Regions from separate parts of the Mus musculus genome. Here region 1 is linked to region 2. Evidence: chromatin contacts called from public promoter capture Hi-C data. All regions are on one chromosome and are shown on one strand. The core of a region is the stretch at or near the end of the contact, and the rest is flanking DNA. Distances in the headings are between cores, read along the strand shown. Region 1 holds the start of Adora1 (adenosine A1 receptor). Region 2 holds the start of Ppp1r12b (protein phosphatase 1, regulatory subunit 12B).

Region 1 (4,489 bases), core at 1,977-4,476, 720 kb before region 2:
CAAGGTGACACAGCTAGGCATTCATAAAAGCACTCACGCCCAGGCCTGCACTAAATTCAACTTGTGTTTCACCCTCAACTCTTAGAGCCTTGACCCCACCACCACTTGCTTCAAAGTAGCCTCAGCTGTCTCTGGGACGAATGAGCCTGCAATTCCCACCAGCTCGGTCACTTCAATGTCCCAGGCCCACCGGGTAGGAAGGACAGGGCCTGTAACTTGCCTTGGCACCCACCCAGCAGGAAGACTTTCTTGAGCAGCCTTCCTCTGTCTGCCCATCTGCGTGCGTTTCTAATGTGGCCACACTGTTGTAATGGTCGAACACTGAGGCCCAGCCCATCTAATGGACTGAGACTAGCTTGACTGGTACAGGCCAGCAGCCCGGGGCTAATGGCAGCGTGAAAGGCCCTGGGAACAGAGCTTGCCAGGCTTCTGGGCTGTTTCCTTTCCCCTGGAACAGCAGCAGCCTGTGCCCCCACCTTCCTTGGGAAACCTTGGGGCCGTGAGGGAGGTAGGCTGGGAGTGATAGGGAGAGGCTGACATGGGGGGGGGGGGGGAGTTCCAGGCTCAGGAATCAGAGGGAGGACATGGTTGGATAACGCTCTCCACACCTGACTCCAGGGAGATCCCTTGAGCCTGCTTCCTCTCTTCCAGTTCCTGCCCCGCCTCCCACACTGGACACAGGGAGCGAGGGAGCGTGTGACACGAAAAGAGGCTGGGAAAAGTGAAACGTGCTTAAACGTGACCAAAGGGAGGACTACCGGTGCCCAGGCCTGCCCAGGCACACTGCCAAGGGAGGCCAGAGGCCCCAGGTTCCAGATAGGGGAAGGAGGAAGCTGCATAAAACAGCAGGTGCTGAAGATGGCTAAAGCTCACCCTTAGAGAACCTACTGGTGACAAGAATTCAAAGAAGGGGGAAACACACTCAAAAGAGTGTCCCAGCAGAGCCAGTTCCTGGCAGGGTGCCCAGGCACTTGCTGGCATTTGGTGACCCAGGCAGTGCCTGGTGCCAAGATTATGGCTTGGTAGGCCTGGGCAGGGATCCTCAAGGGAGATGGACCCCCCACTATGAGGGGTGTCACCATTAGGCTTCCCACCCTGAGCTGCCTAGAAACAGCAAAAGCATCTCCGCAGGCAACAGCCAGAACAGGAAGGGCAACACCAGCCTGCTCCCTGCCTCAGGGGAGGCTGGGCAGAGGCAACTAGCCCTCTGGGCTCAGCAGGACAGCGCGGAGGGTGGAGTTGGCTGGTACAGAAACATTTGCCGAACAAGTGAGCTAAACAGTGCCTTCTGGAAGCCAGCTTGGTCTGGTCCGAGAAGCAGCAGCACCCTGGGTCCTGGTGTGCCACCCTCTGCATGTCCTCATCTCTCTCCTGAAGCTTTTCTCTCCTCCTTTCCCAGTCCGGTGGAACCCAGATCATTCACAAGCCTATACTGGCTGTCCCTTGTCTTGCCAGCCCTTCCAAATGTTCCAGTCCCACTCCAGGCCCGACCTCACCTGCTCCCTCAGACTCTCTGGTTGCAGAGGCTCCAGGTCCCTGCACTGAGGTCATGGGCACTGTCAGGATGGTAATTCTCTGACACCCAGCCCCTCCTGTTTCTCTCACTGCAGCTCTGCTGAACATCCCCATACAGAGCCCAGGAAGGCACTTTGGGCTGGGATCCAAATGCCCGGAGAATACCTGGCTGACTAGGAGGCTTATGTGTGCTGACTTTCATCTTCTCTTGCTCATCCCCAAGCCCCACACAGGGTTGCACAGAGTACCTTGGGCTGCTATGAACTCACCGGAGAGGGATCTTGACTCGGAGGTACCGATCCACAGCAATAGCAAGCAGAGCCAGGATGGAGCTCTGGGTGAGGATGAGGACAGGACAGGCCACCATGAGGCAGGTGTGGAAGTAGGTCTGTGGCCCAATGTTGATAAGGATGGCCAGTGGGATGACCAGGGCGCCAACAGCCACATCAGCTACCGCCAGGGATACGATGAAGCAGAAGGTAGCATCGCGAAGTGCCTGGTTCACCTTCACAGCCCAAATCACCAGTACATTTCCGGGCACAGAGACCAAGGCAATGAGCACCTCGATGCCAATGTAGGCAGCCTGGAAGGCCGAGATGTACGGCGGCATGGTGGGCAGGAGCTGGGCACATCAGCAGACAGGCGCCCTGGGGCGCGAGGCCAGCACCTGTGGTCAGGAAGCCTGCGGTGGGGATGCCAGCCTGGGAAGGAGGGGGACATAGGCAGCCCTGCGAAGATGTGCCCCAGTAAAGTGATGCAGTGCCTGCCCAAGCTGGCCAGACACTCAGGCTCACTATCTGCTTAACCTCTGTCCCCTCCCCTTGTCCTTAGAGGTTCCATTCAGCAACTTAAAATAGCAGCACTCACTCCACCACTGGTTTTTGTATCAGGTGTGAGGTGGCTCCCTGTACACTTACTCCACAAGGATCCCCTGTGAATCCACAGTGCCCACAGGTGTCCGCCGACCCGGAGGCAAGGAGCTCACCATCCTGCCTGCCAACCGGTAGGGGGTCCCAAAGGCGTTGCCCTAAGTTCCCCGGGCGGCTTTCCGGAGCCGCGCCGGGCAGGGTTGGGTTCTGGGCACCGCGCGCGCATCGGCTCATCGTTCTCCAGGCTCCCGCCGCTGCGCTCCCAGCCCGGCCTTTCAAGCAATCACATGGTGTGGCAGAGGCTCAGCCCCGGACGCCTTTAAAGAGGTAGTGCCCCTGTTTCGTACCTGGGACTGGATGGCAGGCGTGATTCTGAGGGACTAAGCCCAGGACCTGGCGGGTCCACCGGCTCCCATTCCCCGCGTGCGCGCACGCCTACCCTGTGCCCACCCACCTGGGACGCCGCTGGTGCCCGATTCTTAACAGAAGCCTGGTCCAGCTCCAGCTCTGCCCAGAATCCTTACCCATCGACTGCCCCAAGGGGGACACCCCAGTCATTTCATCCACCCCTTTCCTGCACACTCATGATGCACGAACTGAGCCACAGACTTACCCAAGGTCACACCAAAGCTGGCAGAGCGCCTGGCCACCTGAACTGTCTAGCCAAGTATCCCCAGACCTCAAAACCTTGGGCAGTCGCTCCCTCAGAGGATGCCAGGGGAACCCAGGGCTAGCCAGTTATGTCCAAGGGGTGGTAGCCAGCCGAGACTCCACTCTGGCGCCGGCGCCTTCGTCGCCCCCGGCGCGGGAGCTGAGTGACAATCGGGCTCCGCACACCGGGAGGGGGAGGGGGCGGGGGCGGGGGCGGCGGCGGCACCCGCGGGCCCCTCCCTCGTCGCCCTCCGTCTCCTCCCCTACCCCCTCCTCTAAACAAAGGAAGTGATTCAGTGTGAGAAAAGCTGGGAAAACGTGAGCGTCTCGAATGGTGTGATGTATGGATCCGGCCTCGGGACAGGGACAGTACCGAGGTGCCGATTCCCGTGTTCCCTCTTTCCCTTACTCCCTCCCTCCCTTCTCAATGCAGCAGGCGGACAGCCCAAGCCCTAATCACCTGCGGGACTCAAGAGGGCCCCTCTCTGGTCTCCCACCGCCACCAACCATTGGCATCTGGGCGCCTCCCCTAATCTTAAAACCTACTCTCTTCAGGAAAGCAGTCCCAGCACTGTCAGGAGCGCACAGGCTTCCCGCACACACGTTACTTTGCAGGCAGTCTCCTGAGTCATAGCCCTTTCTCATCCATCGCTCAGAGTGCTTTTCAGGCTCTTCGTAATTTCCATTTTGCAGATGAGGATGCTGAGGCTCAGAGAAATGACCCCCACTGTCAGTGTTACACTACTATGCTCCTTCCCCTCCCCCTCCTCCTCCTTCTCCTTCTCCTTTCTGCCCCAGCACCTAAGACTACACAGTATCTAGTCCAATCCCTTGTGCTCCAGAAAAAGATTCAGGCTGGGAAATGAAAGGAACTTGCCAAAGACTAACACACTGAAGCACCAGCACAGTGCCCTTCCCACAGTGCCCTCCCCACCTCGCCCTCCCCCACAGTGTCCCTGGCCCTCACTTCATCACTGGCTCACGCACAGCCCCAAGCCTTCCCTCTCAGTGCCTTATAGAGAGATCCCACCCTGAGAAATCCTGTTTGTTGGTCAAGGGTCTGCACTGTACAGTAGCTGGGTGAGTCAGGCTAGGGGAAACCCTACAACCTGCTGCCCCCTTGCTGGATCCCAGCTGAGGAGAAGGGCTCTGCCCACAGGAGGGAGAGCAACTTCTGCTGGGGTGTGCTGCAGGAGCACAGGAAGGAGCAGTTTCCTCTGGAACCTGGGTGGCTGGGAGGAAGGGTGGGAGCTATTCGGTTTTCTCCAGAGAAAGAAGCCCAATGAGGGGAGGACACTTCCAGGAGACCCAGGGCTTCACTTCCACTTCCACCCTCAGACAACAGGGGACTGTGAGTTTGATGACAAAAGATCAGCTCATCCATGACAGGCATCCTTCCTGCCTACCTCCCATTCCTCCCTACTCCTAAGAGCAAGCTGCCATCCTGCCCCTGC
Region 2 (4,943 bases), core at 1,685-4,184:
CACAGTCACTTGGAAAATAATCAAGTGTCAGATGGTCAACATGCTTGCTGAGCACGCCTGCCTGCTGCCTGCCTGCCTGCCTGCCTGCCTGCCTGCCTGCCTGCCTGCCTGCCTGCCTGCTACCTGCCTGCCTGCCCGCCTGCCTGCCTGCCCGCCTGCCCTCCTGCCCGCCTGCCCGCCCGCTTGCTGCCTGCCTGCCTGCCTGCCTGCTACCTGCCTGCCTGCCCGCCTGCCTGCCTGCCCGCCTGCCCGCCTGCCCGCCTGCCCACCCGCTTGCTGCCTGCCTGCCTGCCTGCCTGCCTGCTGCCTGCTGCCTGCCTGCCAACTAAGTTAGATCCATCTCCAGAACCCGCGATGGAAGGAGAAAAGTGGCCCCCCTAAGTTGTCCTTTTCAACTCCACACAAACATGATGGCATACACATATACACATATGTACACAAACACACACTAATCAAAATAAAAATAGTAAAAGAAACGCTGTTGCTAAGTTATACTATATTATACTAAAAAATAACAATAATACTTAATATTAAGATGGAGAATGAATGAAGACACCCAGCTGAGCTCTGCTCCTCACATGTATGGAGAAGTCACCCTTCCAAGAGTTCAAATATTTAGTTTAAATCGTATTTAAAGTTGACTGTCGTTCTCTTACCACATTCTATACCCAGTTCTTTACTCGGTGGGCTAAGGGGCTTTGTGCTTGAAATCTGAAAAATCAATACCACAGGTAACTCTCCTCCTTCCTAGGATCTCACACATATAAAGTTTCTGAAGTTTCGCCTTCCCCCTCTGTATATGGGAGTCACATTATTACCAACTACAGCCACTGCAGAGGAACACTACCAAAATTACATGAGAGAAGACACAGGAAATCATTCTTAAACAGCAAAGTACTATATAAAAACTGGTTGCTATGTATAAAACTTTAGGTGGGATCCTGAATAAAACAGGCTGAGAGGAGAATTTTCTTCCATATGAAGAGAGCAATCAGAACAATATTAAGCTATTAACTAAGTATATTTAAGGAAGGGGCTTAATGTAAACTTGAATTATTATTTAAAAGTGGTTTTGTTTTTGAGGGTTGGGGGGAGTGTTATTGTTTGATTGGTTGGTTTTTTGAGACAAGGTTTCTCAAAAAAGGTTTCTCCCCTGTCCATCCTGGAACTCACTCTATAGACCAGGCTGGCCTCAATCTCAGAGATCTGATTGCTTCTGTCTCCGATGTTCTGGGATTAAAGGCATGGTCATCACCACCCGACAAAAAGTTGAATCTTATGTGCACTCATTCAGGTTGCACATACAGCAAAGGAAAACTAAGAAAGAGAGCTGTGAGCTGTGGATGTAGCTCTGTCGGTAGAGTTCTTGCCTGGCTTGATCCTCAGCACTGCCCAGACTTTGCAGTCCCAGCACTGGGGACATAGAGGCAGATGGATCAGCTACATGGAGAGTTCTAAGTCAACCTGAACTACATGAGCATCTGTGTGGTTGTTTTTTAAAAATAAAATAAAATAAAATAAAATAAAAATAAAAGAGAGGTGAAGGAAGAGGAAGAGGAAAAAGGAAGGAAAAAAGAAAGAAAGAAAAGAGAGAAAGAAAAGAGAGAAGGAAAGAAAGAGAAGAGACGAGAAGAGAAAAGAGTGGGTGCCCAGGTCTCAGCTCACCAAAATAACTGGCGAAGTTCAAATGGGGAGAGAGGGTGGAGTTATGACAGTCAGTATACAGAGAATATTGTTGCATAAGTGAGAGAAATCAAGGCGTTATTATTAAGCACAAGAACTCTCAGATTACCTGTAACTCGTATATATAGTCATTTCTTTTTTCGAAGGTTACCATTTCTACAGACAGATTCAGAAATAAAGTTGAAAGCCTACTCCATAAGTCCTAGACAGAAATAATTCTGTCCCTGACTGAAGTAGTGCTGCTGTAGAGAAAATGAGACACCCATAACAATGAGGTCAAGGGTGTTCTAAGGGTGGCCTGGAGAAGACACAAATCACACATCAGCAAAACAAGTGGCGTTTCAAAAAAGCTGCCTGTCTCCATCCACTAGTGGGGTTTCCCTTTAATTGACCCTAAGACATTTTAATAACTAGGCCACGCAAATAGAAAGTTGAATTTTCTGAAAGGGGAGCAGGCTAATGACAGTGTGAGTGGCATGAGGTACAGGCACAGGAGAGAAGTAAAGATGACTAATCTATAAAGATAACACCAAGGACCAAATCATCAGTCACCATGACAACCCAAGTAGGTGGAGGGAAATACAAACACTGACCAGTCACCCGGGTGACACCAGTCCTTCAAGTAAAGACCCACACCCTGGTTATGAGTGGAAGAGGGTGGCCAAGAATGTGAGTTGACTGAAGTGGCATGGTCTTTGCAAGAGGGCTTTGCGGTGACACTATATATACTCTTGGTGAGGCAACTCACCGGGGTCACAAGCTTGCAGGTCAAAGACCCCACACAACAGAAAGAGAAGTCCTACCTGGTGCAGGGCTGTCAAGCCGTCCACGTTGACCGTGTTGATGTCCGCACCTCTTGCCAGAAGCTTTTTCACCTCGTCCGTGTCCCCGCTGGAGCAGGCAGCTAGAAAGACCGCACCGTCTTCGAAGCGGACCCTGGGGCTCCCGCGTCTGGTCTGCAGCTGGCGCCCCGCGCCCTGTCGCTCCGCGGGCTCCTGCTCTGTCAGCGAGCCTCGCCAGCGCCGCAGCTGCTCAGCCCGCCGCGCTCGCGCCGACTCTGCTCGCTTCCCTCCCAGGTGCTCCAGCTCCGCCATTGCTCGAGCTTCCGCAGCTGCTGCCAAAAGTACCACCACAAGACTGTTGGTAGCCCTGTGTGGCCACTGCCGCCTCCCTCGGAGGGCTTCAGCCAGGGAATGAAGGCGGAGGCCCCCGCGCCGCCATCTTTACTCCTCCCGCTAGTAGCACCGCCCACATGCTCCCTTAGCTTCAGCACGCACGCGCTGCCCAACCCCGCGTCAGTACGGGACTTGTAGTAGGAGACCTGCCCTGAGGGCGCACTGGAGCCCTACGGGAACTACACATCCCTGGATGCATTACAAACCAGTCAAGGACAAGCTGCACCCTCCTCCGAGGGGGAATCTAGCACCTATGCCTGGAAGAAGCTGCAACTGTCTCCCAGACCGGTGGCATCCTCTTTCTCTAAGCATTTTGGGAATCGTAGTTTTTTTTATTGCTGCGATCACTAAGCTGAACTCCCTCCCTAATAGTCACTTAACACTTCAAGAGTGGAAAAAGCAGCAGTAATTACCCTTATTTTCTAGAAAAGAAGACTAAACATGAAGTAACAGAAGGATGATATTTCATGTCCTGTTTTTTTTTACATCTAGTTTTATTAACATGTATTAGTTATGAACGTGCATGGAGAAAAGTATGCATACACATACAGTATTATAGTTTTACATAAATTATTTTCAATATGACATTCACTCCAGGTCCAAAAAGATTCCTGACTGTTGAAATTTTTCATTTCACAAATTTCACACACACACACACACAAAATGTGAACACGATTAGGTCATCAGAAAAAAGAACTTTTATTATTTCCTAACAAATGAACACTTGCCCGTTGCTCATTTTCTATTGGAATAAACTAGGAATCAAATGTTGAAGAAATAAGTAATGCCAGGCAACTCACACCTGTAACCCCTGCACCCAGGTTGCCAGGAGTTTTAGAGCAACCTGGACTACACTGTGAGTTCAAGGTTAGCCTGGGCTACAGAGTGAAACCTGTCAAATCTATTCCCCTGTGAAAAACAAACCACAAAAGGCAAGACATTCAACGTCATCCTTTGCTGCATAGGCAGTTCCCGGTGGCCTGGACGACGTGACACTTAGTCTCAATAAAACAAAAGCTCTTTAACAAGTAATGAGATTTTCTTGGTAATTTGTCAACATGGAACCTCTTCTTATTAATAATTAAAATTACCCAAGTTCTCAAATAGAACTCTGCCAAATTGATAAGAGAGATATTGATACCAAGATAACGTAGGAACCAGGCATGGTGACACGCACCTGTTATCTTGGAGGATCAAGAGTCTGAGACCAGGCTGGCAAGATGGCTCAGCAGTTAAGAGCAATGACTGCTCCTCTGAAGGTCCTGATTTCAAATCCCAGCAACTACATGGGTTGACATGTCGACAAATTACCAAGAAAATCTCATTACTTGTTAAAAAGCTTTTGTTTTATTGAGACTAAGTGTCACGTCATCCAGGCCAGCCAGGAACTGCCTATGCAGCAAAGGATGACTTTGAACCAGATAGCTCACAACCATCTGTAATGAGATCTGATGCCCTCTTCTGGTGTGTCTGAAGACAGCTACAGTGTACTTACATATAGTAAAATAAATCTTGAGAGAGAGAGAGAGAGAGAGAGAGAGAGAGAGAGACCAGCCAAAGCAGCAGAAGGAGACTGCCTCAAATACAAACACATAGAGAAACTAGGAGAGATGATGTAGCCGTGAGCTTCTTGCAGCCCTCCTGCCCTGGTTTAATAGCACGGCCCTGGTAAACAACAGCCACTCAGTTTTGCATTTCACTGCTGCATCCTACTTTGCCAATAGACTGGCTTCTAGTAAGACCTTTTAAAGTAGGATAAAATTTTCAGGGACCAATAATGTTACACCTTGTGGGACTATGTTCTGTTTTGTTTGGTTTGAGATGGAGTCTCATTTACTCAGGCTGGTCAAAGATGAATGTGAGATCCTGATCCTCCTGCTTCCACTTCCCGTGGTTTGACTCTGTTCTTTTTGTATATTCTCTCTCTCTCTCTCTCTCTCTCTCTCTCTCTCTCTCTCTCTCTCTCTCTCTCTCTCTCTCTCTCTCCCTTCCTCCCTTCCCCTCTCCCTTCCTCCCTCCTCCCCCCTCTGTCCTTTCTTTCATTCTTTATTTAAATTACTGTTTTTTGAGAATGGTTCTCTACTG

Evidence for each region. Promoter capture Hi-C pulls out the DNA fragments that hold promoters and counts their contacts.
Region 1: a contact with region 2 is called in a promoter capture Hi-C map of liver. The contact joins the promoter of Adora1 here to the promoter of Ppp1r12b in region 2. A contact is called at or near these places in 3 of 39 promoter capture datasets (cranial neural crest, liver and stem cell-derived epiblast-like cells).

What each region holds. Positions count from the first base shown.
Region 1 is chr1:134,232,231-134,236,719 of GRCm38.p6, forward strand. Adora1 (adenosine A1 receptor) reads right to left here and starts at 3,227. Exons shown (of 2, transcript NM_001008533.3): 1 at 1,785-3,227. The coding sequence starts at 2,125.
Region 2 is chr1:134,953,006-134,957,948 of GRCm38.p6, forward strand. Ppp1r12b (protein phosphatase 1, regulatory subunit 12B) reads right to left here and starts at 2,935. Exons shown (of 24, transcript NM_001368827.1): 1 at 2,487-2,935. The coding sequence starts at 2,777.